Regions from separate parts of the Zea mays genome. Here region 2 is linked to region 1. A link is a contact called in public Hi-C data. All regions are on one chromosome and are shown on one strand. The core of a region is the stretch at or near the end of the contact, and the rest is flanking DNA. Distances in the headings are between cores, read along the strand shown.

Region 1 (3,500 bases), core at 900-3,399:
ATATTTCTTGTTTTCATATTCTTGAGTCAAAACAACATTAGTGATCTTCTCTTTAGCAACAACATATAATTTAAAAGAAACTCTTCTAGGTGCACGAAGAAGTGGTGGTGTTGACAAATATTCCAATATCTTCTCAAATGCCTCTTGTTGTTTTGTCCCCATGTAAATTTAAGTTCATCTCTCAACCAGAGTATAGGGGTAAAATGAATACTTTTCCTAGACAAGTTCACAATAAATCTCCTCAAGTACGTAGTTCACCTTTCCTAGGAACTTTTACAAGTCCTTTCTACATGTAGGTGCATTAACTCTTTTGATTAATTATATTGTCATAACAATGAGGTAATCTAAAATATACATATCATGCCCTTGGGCTTGGTAGGGAAGTTATCCAGTTAGGGTTGATCTTCTGGGCCATGTCGAGGTGCTTAGGTATGACGCGAACCATAGTTGGCCATAACGAGCTCTTCGTCACTGATTGGGTGGCTGAACGAGCACCAAAACCACGTTGCCCACATGTAAGCAACGCCGATGAGTCTGGTATCAGGAAACAAATTTTGTTTTCGTTTCTCTGGAGCCAGGCTCCCGTAGGCGTGAACAGGCGCACCTAATGGCCCCGCTGAAAGACAGCGCGTGCAACCACATATTAGAGAATGGGCAACCAAACAATTGTTCTCAAGATCTCGACGCTATAGAGCAAAGCAACCAAACCATTCACTGGCCACAGCCTAGCTAGCGATGACCAAATACAACCTAATCTAACTAAAGAAGGGAACCAAACAAACCCTAAAAGCAAGTGTAGCAATAAACAATAAGCCGACTAAATAATTAGATAAGAGGAGAGAGAAGAGAACCAGATTGTAAACTTACACTCGGCTTAGAAAAAAAGAAACTTTATAAGAAAGACAAGTGGGTTATATATTAATAGTGAAGAGCTCAGCTAACTACCATACAGATGAGATAAAAGATATCCTACAAAGATCTTTACCGTTGGCAATCAACGATACTATTAGCCTCGCTATAACGCGCGCGTGCGATGACAGGATGTGGGGAACTAGCGCTAGATCAATCGTTTGCGTTGTGAGCGATTTGGTAGGAAGGAGGCGACGCTCTGCACTCCTGTTTTCTTTTACGGGCGTTTGGATCCATTTATTTTGGAGGAATTGGAATTTACTTAATAAAGTAACCTATTTGGCTTGGATTTTGACAGTCCACTACTTTCCAAAATTTAGATATAAGCCTATCTCAAATTCATAGGGTGTGGGGATGAGAAATGATTTTATGTATTGGTAGAATATGTTTCTACTCTGCAACTTATATGACGCTCTTCGACTCACTCCTCTACAATAAAAATGTAGCATATAAATACCTCCGGCATCTTGCTTAATAATAGTATACAAACATATTTTGTATAAAACTATATTACCTTAATTGATATGTTCCCAAATTACTATTGTGTCTCGTTTGGATGTAGATATTTAAGACTGGAATCGGGAATTGGAGCCAGTAATTATGAATTGTGTTTGTTCGATTTGGCTAATGAATTTAGAGCTAGAGTTAAAGCTCAATTCTTTGGAATTGGACTTTAACTAAAAAGTGTATCTCACAATTCAACCAAGACTCTAGGTATTGGACGGAATTGTAACTCCAGATACTTCCAAATAACAGATTTATATTGAAACTCATTTTCAATACTAGATAGATTTAGTATTGCATCTAATTCAATTCTAACATTTTCAATATCAATATTCAAACGGATCATTGTTAGAATGAAATTTAAATCCAAAGATCTAAACGGGACTTTAATGGTTTGTTACCATAGTCAGTAAAGAGTAATACGACCGTGTACTGTACAGGACAGGAGTAGAGAGGTCACGGGCGCACAACCAGCTGCTCCCGGGCAGAATGCATCGGCGCCCCAGCGCCAGCGGCCGGCGGGGTTGCACTTGCGCACGGCCAGGCTCCCGGATCCGCATGGAGATTGCGCGGGCGAGCGTGATGCCGTCCGTGATCACGACATGGACGCGACGCCATCAGATTCGTCCGACGGCCACGTAGGAGTGCGTGGAGTGGGGACTGTATTGCTAGCAGTTCCACGGGAGAGTGCGGGCTGGCTGAGGCACGCGTGCGTGGGCGATCGCCCCATGTTCTTTCTTTGGTGGAGGCTGCTGCGCCTGCGCCACGGCCCCACGTGCCGTCAGGCATGGACCGCCTGCCGCCCTGCCCTGATCGATTGGCAGGCGTCTCGCGTAAGGTCACATCGGTTGCCCACGTGCACCCTTTCGCCTTCAGAACATGGACCATTGGGTTCCGGGTCGTGTGCGTCTGTCCTCCCTGTTCGAGGCGTTCAGAATTACGGACAAGACAAGCGCGAATGGCACCGTTTTGCTTACAGGAACCAGGTCTCGTTGTGCTCTGGTGTGGCGATTCTTTCTGGAACACGTGGAAACCTTTCACTGTTGTCAACTAAACGATACGACGAAGAACAGCCATGACATGGATTCTGCAGCCATTTTTCATTATAGCGAATAAATATATATTTTTAAAAAGGTTAATAAGATCTGGAACTTTTCTTCTTCTTCTTCTTCTTTTTACTAAGAAGTAAGTAACATCTTTACACAAGTAACTGAACCCACTCTGAAAAACAAGCGTTCAACTGGGGCGTGTTTGTCAGTTGACTGTTGCTACAAGCGTGACTTTTCTGCGTCTCTACACGTACAACCTAAGACATTTGGGGGCGTGTTTGTGAGTTGTGACCTTCTCCCTCGCCAGCTCGGCCCGTTCAATTGGTCCAGACTAAGGCTAGCCTGTCCCAACTACTACTACAACTCACTTTGTTTGCTTACTTGTACCATATAAGCCTGGCTCAAACGAGCTGGTGTTTGTCACCCAATATGCAGCCGGGCTAAAAGACCAAAACAACCCAAACGCGGAATCCTTGCGCCACGAGCAGCCAGGTTCCCAGGAAACGGACCTTGAGCTCGTTTCTGTGGAGCCAGGCTGAGAGGCTAAATTTACACGCGCACAGTCTGGCTCCTGAGCAAGCCAGACAACGCAAACACGGGAGCTGCAGTCCAGGAGCGCAGCCAGGCTGCTGGGCCATGACGGCAAACACGCCCTTGGTTTAGCCTACCCTGCATCTTCATATCCAGGCACGGCCAACCATAAGTAGACATCCAATCAGATGTTGTTGTGCAGTCAACACACGCATAGAGGCTGGTTGTCGAGGAGGAGACATCCAATCACGTGCAAATAGGGGTGGTAACGGGCCATTTAATTTAGCCTAGCAACTTTAAGGATCGAGTCAAGTTAGGGCCGGATCATAAACCAATTCAATTTTGAACTAATAAAATTAAGGGCTTTGTTGGTTTGTGAAGCAAGCATTAGGGCCATGATCCATTACCACCTCTACGTGCAAATGCATGTGAATAACAGAGTTAAGTGCTCGACTATAGGACATGTCTAAAAGAGCTAGGTTTTGTCCGATAGTTATCTTGTACTTC
Region 2 (3,698 bases), core at 814-3,313, 130 kb after region 1:
ATCTTTAGGTGCATATACTTCCAGAAGAAGATGTTTTGCCTTATTGATACGGTTTTGCAAGGATCAGGGGGAGCACATTTCTAAAAGTTAGCCCTTGTAGAAGATTCGATAGAATCTAGATCCCAGAGGATCGAAATCTGTCCCGATGACAGTTGTTGTACTCTTTTTCCCTTGGTGAGTTTTCTTGAAGTTTCTCACATGAGGTTTTTAACGAGGCAACAAAGTGCAAATGCAATTTGTATCACCATGCACTCTTTCTCCACATTTTCCCACTGGGTTTTTCGGAGTTTTAACGAGGCATGTGTTGGTCGCGGTATTCGCCCAAGGGGGAGTGTTAAGTAACCCTAGTTAGGGTTATGTGGGCAAATACCTGCTTTGCCCCTGAGGGGTCTCACATCTCTATATAAGGAACCTGTACACCCCCTCATAATACAGAGAAGAGAAAGAGGCCAGAGGCCCAACCCTACATCCTGTGTCTCGTGTGTTTCACTGTCGTGCTTCTGGGAAGGGATACGAGTCTTCCACGACTTCTCGCGCCTAATCTACTGACGGGAGGGAAGGGTGCGGATCTGGTGATCCGTGGTAACGTAGTTCTCAACACCCTGCACATGATGGATGGTGTTCGAGTCTATGGAATACGCGCACAACGAAAACAAGAGCCTATCATTTTGGTTGGATCGGGATGTGCGGAGATGGGACGCCAGGTTTACCCCAACTAACACCAGGATCTCCCGATCCCGTAGGCCGGCCCCGTTCGCTCAGCGTCGTCTTCTTTTCTACAGGCGCCATGCCACTGCCCCTGCTTGCGTGGTCACAACAGTTTAGGCTTCATGGATCTAGCAAAAAGCCTGCATATGCACAACGGAAACGAGAGCCCGTCATTTTGGTTGGATCGGGACGTGCAGAGATGGGCCGCTAGGTTTACCCCAACTAACACCAGGATCTCCACTTCTCCCGATCCTGGAGGCCGGGCCCCGTTCGCTCATCGTCGTCTTCTTTTCTACGGGTGCCATGCCACTGCCCCTGTCACAACAGTTTAGGTTTCATGGATCTAGCAAAAGGAGGCCGCACGCCTTGGGCTGGATATCCAGTCAGGCTCGACTCGTCCGAGTTTGAACTGGCTTGTTAAGCTAACGAGTCACAGAATCAACTCGGTTTGGCTAGTTTAGCTCGTGAGTTATAGTAGAAAAACAATATGTATATATTAATCAATTTCTAGTTAATTTCAAACTAATTTAATAATATAAAATAGTAATTATACTTATAATTTCACAGAGCACAACAATGTAATACTAAATTAACACAACTCATCACTCAAATTCACTATCCATACATATGTTCATTAGTTTAACTCACAGTTATATTTGCATAGGTTAATTTAACACATAAACACAGTTCATCAATCATTAGTTTAACTCATGAGTCATAGACATCACACATACATATAACATGTTCATCAATTGTTACGTAGATAATATGTACCAGCCCTACCCACGCCCCACCAGGCCACCAGCCCACGAGCTCCACTGGGCGGGACGTACATGTGGCTCCACACGTCAGTGATGGTCACAGCAGTTCAGACATCGTGTATCGAGCAAAAGGAAGCCGCGCGCCCCACCGTTCCACAAAGCAGAGCTCCACTGGGCGGGACGTACATGTGGCCCCACACGTTAGGACACGTCCCTCTCCCGCAGGCCGCAGTCAGCCTTCTCCCGTGTAATGTAAGGGGGTGTTTGGGAACAAAGTTTTTCTGCAGTTTTGGAAGAATACTGCAGTATTCTCAAATACTGCAGTATTATATACATAATGGTGTTTGGCAAGCTGGGTAAAATCTCTGTTTTCAAAACTGAAGTATTGCAAATACTATAGTTGTTTTAAGGCATTCTAAACTTAGCTCTGGACCTCAGTTTTCAAAACTGCGGTATTATAAACTACGGTATTGTCATAACTAAAGTATAGTATAGTATTTCAAAAACTGTGGTTTTCAAAAACTTTGTTCCCAAACAGGGCCTAAGTGTGCAAGTGCAAGTGCAACCGCGAGCGCGACCTTTTCCCGTGGGCGCCTAGGAAAAACAGCCGTTTCCTGCGCCCGTCCCTCACCTTCACGTCGGCGACCGACCGGCAGACCGACAAACTCGAGGCAGGCCCCAATGGCGTTGGCTCGCCTCCGCCTCCTCGACCGCTACGGTCTCCTGTCGCCGGCGCTCTCTGCGACGGCGCTGCGGTCCTTGGGAGGTTGTTGCACTAGAGCCGTTCGACGGAATGCCGCTGCGGAATGGGGTTGACTGCTGACCGTGTCTCCCTTGACATTGGGGCTGTCGTTTCTCCCTACAGACCTGCGCGCGCTCTGCACGCTCTCCACCACGCTGCGGTCCGGCGCCGGCGAGGACGAGATCGAGCGCATCCGCCGCGAGTTCGATGACGCCAAGCGCAACTACCTCAGCATTCCCGCCGCCATCAAGGACATGCCCAAGATGAATCCGCAAGGTCGGGAAAAGGGAATCTCGATTGCCCATTCGCTTCCCTATCCTCCTACAGTCTTGCTTTACAGATCGGTTCTTCAGTCTCTTAACATTGCTGGCCTAGCGTTGGGACGCTGTCGCGGGTTTCAGGCATTTACGTCAACAAGAACGTCAAGCTGGACGACCTCCAGGTCTACGGCTTCGACTACGACTACACGCTGTCGCACTACTCCGAGCACCTGCAATGCCTTATCTACGATCTTGCCAAAAGGCACTTGGTCAATGAGGTTTGGTTCCTCTCTTTCTTGGGTGTCATCACATCTTTGCATGGATGACTGAATGCTGCCCTTGTGGTTTCTGAGCGGACCTGATGTTTTCTGCAGTTGAAGTATCCGGAGAGTTGCTTGCAGTACGAGTATGACCGCACCTTCCCCATCAGGGGTTTGTACTATGACAGACTTAAAGGGTGCCTACTCAAGCTTGATTTCTTCGGCTCTATTGAACCAGATGGTTGCTTCTTTGGGCGGCAAAGGGTAATATGCTCTCTCATTCATTGTTTCTCCTTTTTATCTCAACCACTCGCATCTAACTTAAATAACTATGCATGCTTTAGTTCCTTTACAAGATATATAATTATCATCTTGTTCGGTTGGCTTTAGTCCGTAGCGGCTTCTACTACTTCTACATTGTTTTGTCTCTATGGATTATGTTAGCAAAACCGGCAGACAAAACGAAGTAGATCAACCAACAAACCACAGAGCACGACACACATATTTACGTAGAAAACCCTTCAACGCGAAGGGAAAAACCACAGGCACCAGCAGACGAAACATTCACTATGATGTGGAGTGTTTACAGAACGCCATCCTTAGACGACGGTTTACAAGAGGAGTAATGATTGTGACGTAGCACCTCTGATTTCAAGTCGTTCGACTAATCGCGATTAGTCGGGCTGGTCGGTTTAGGGTAAGCGATTAGGGAACCCGACCCGATTAGGTGTTCTAGTCGACCTAGTCGTCCGACTAGGCCCGATAAATCGCTCGATCAGACAGTACTTAGCGACTAGGGTTTGTATGATGTAAAAAATTTGTAGGCCTTTTTTGGCGGGCGGTCCGGCTACAGGAGCTGAACCGTCAGAGGCGCCGTCGTGATATACCCTTGCACACGACGGTTTGTGTCTAATCTCCTCGATTCTTGGCGTCTTCATCTCCTTCCTTCTGCAGTTCTGGTTCTCTA

The links. Hi-C and Micro-C count contacts between places; a contact is called where the count stands out from the background.
Region 2: a contact with region 1 is called in a Hi-C map of ear, with 2.0 times the contacts expected there. The contact joins the promoter of LOC100384794 here to the enhancer-like site in region 1. A contact is called at or near these places in 4 of 25 Hi-C or Micro-C datasets (bundle sheath, ear, leaf and 1 more).

Annotation. Positions count from the first base shown.
Region 1 is chr7:123,323,817-123,327,316 of Zm-B73-REFERENCE-NAM-5.0, forward strand. No RefSeq gene overlaps it. Among protein-coding and RNA genes, the nearest start is that of TRNAK-UUU, 3.5 kb to the right of the region's middle. Within about 2 kb of position 2,150, at least 15 of the 20 cell types and tissues checked have an H3K27ac peak or open chromatin away from gene starts, as enhancers often do. A contact at or near this core is called in bundle sheath, ear, leaf and 1 more, where this site is marked.
Region 2 is chr7:123,449,147-123,452,844 of Zm-B73-REFERENCE-NAM-5.0, forward strand. LOC100384794 reads left to right here and starts at 2,064. Exons shown (of 13, transcript NM_001177240.2): 1 at 2,064-2,235; 2 at 2,335-2,487; 3 at 2,613-2,749; 4 at 2,846-2,995. The coding sequence starts at 2,151.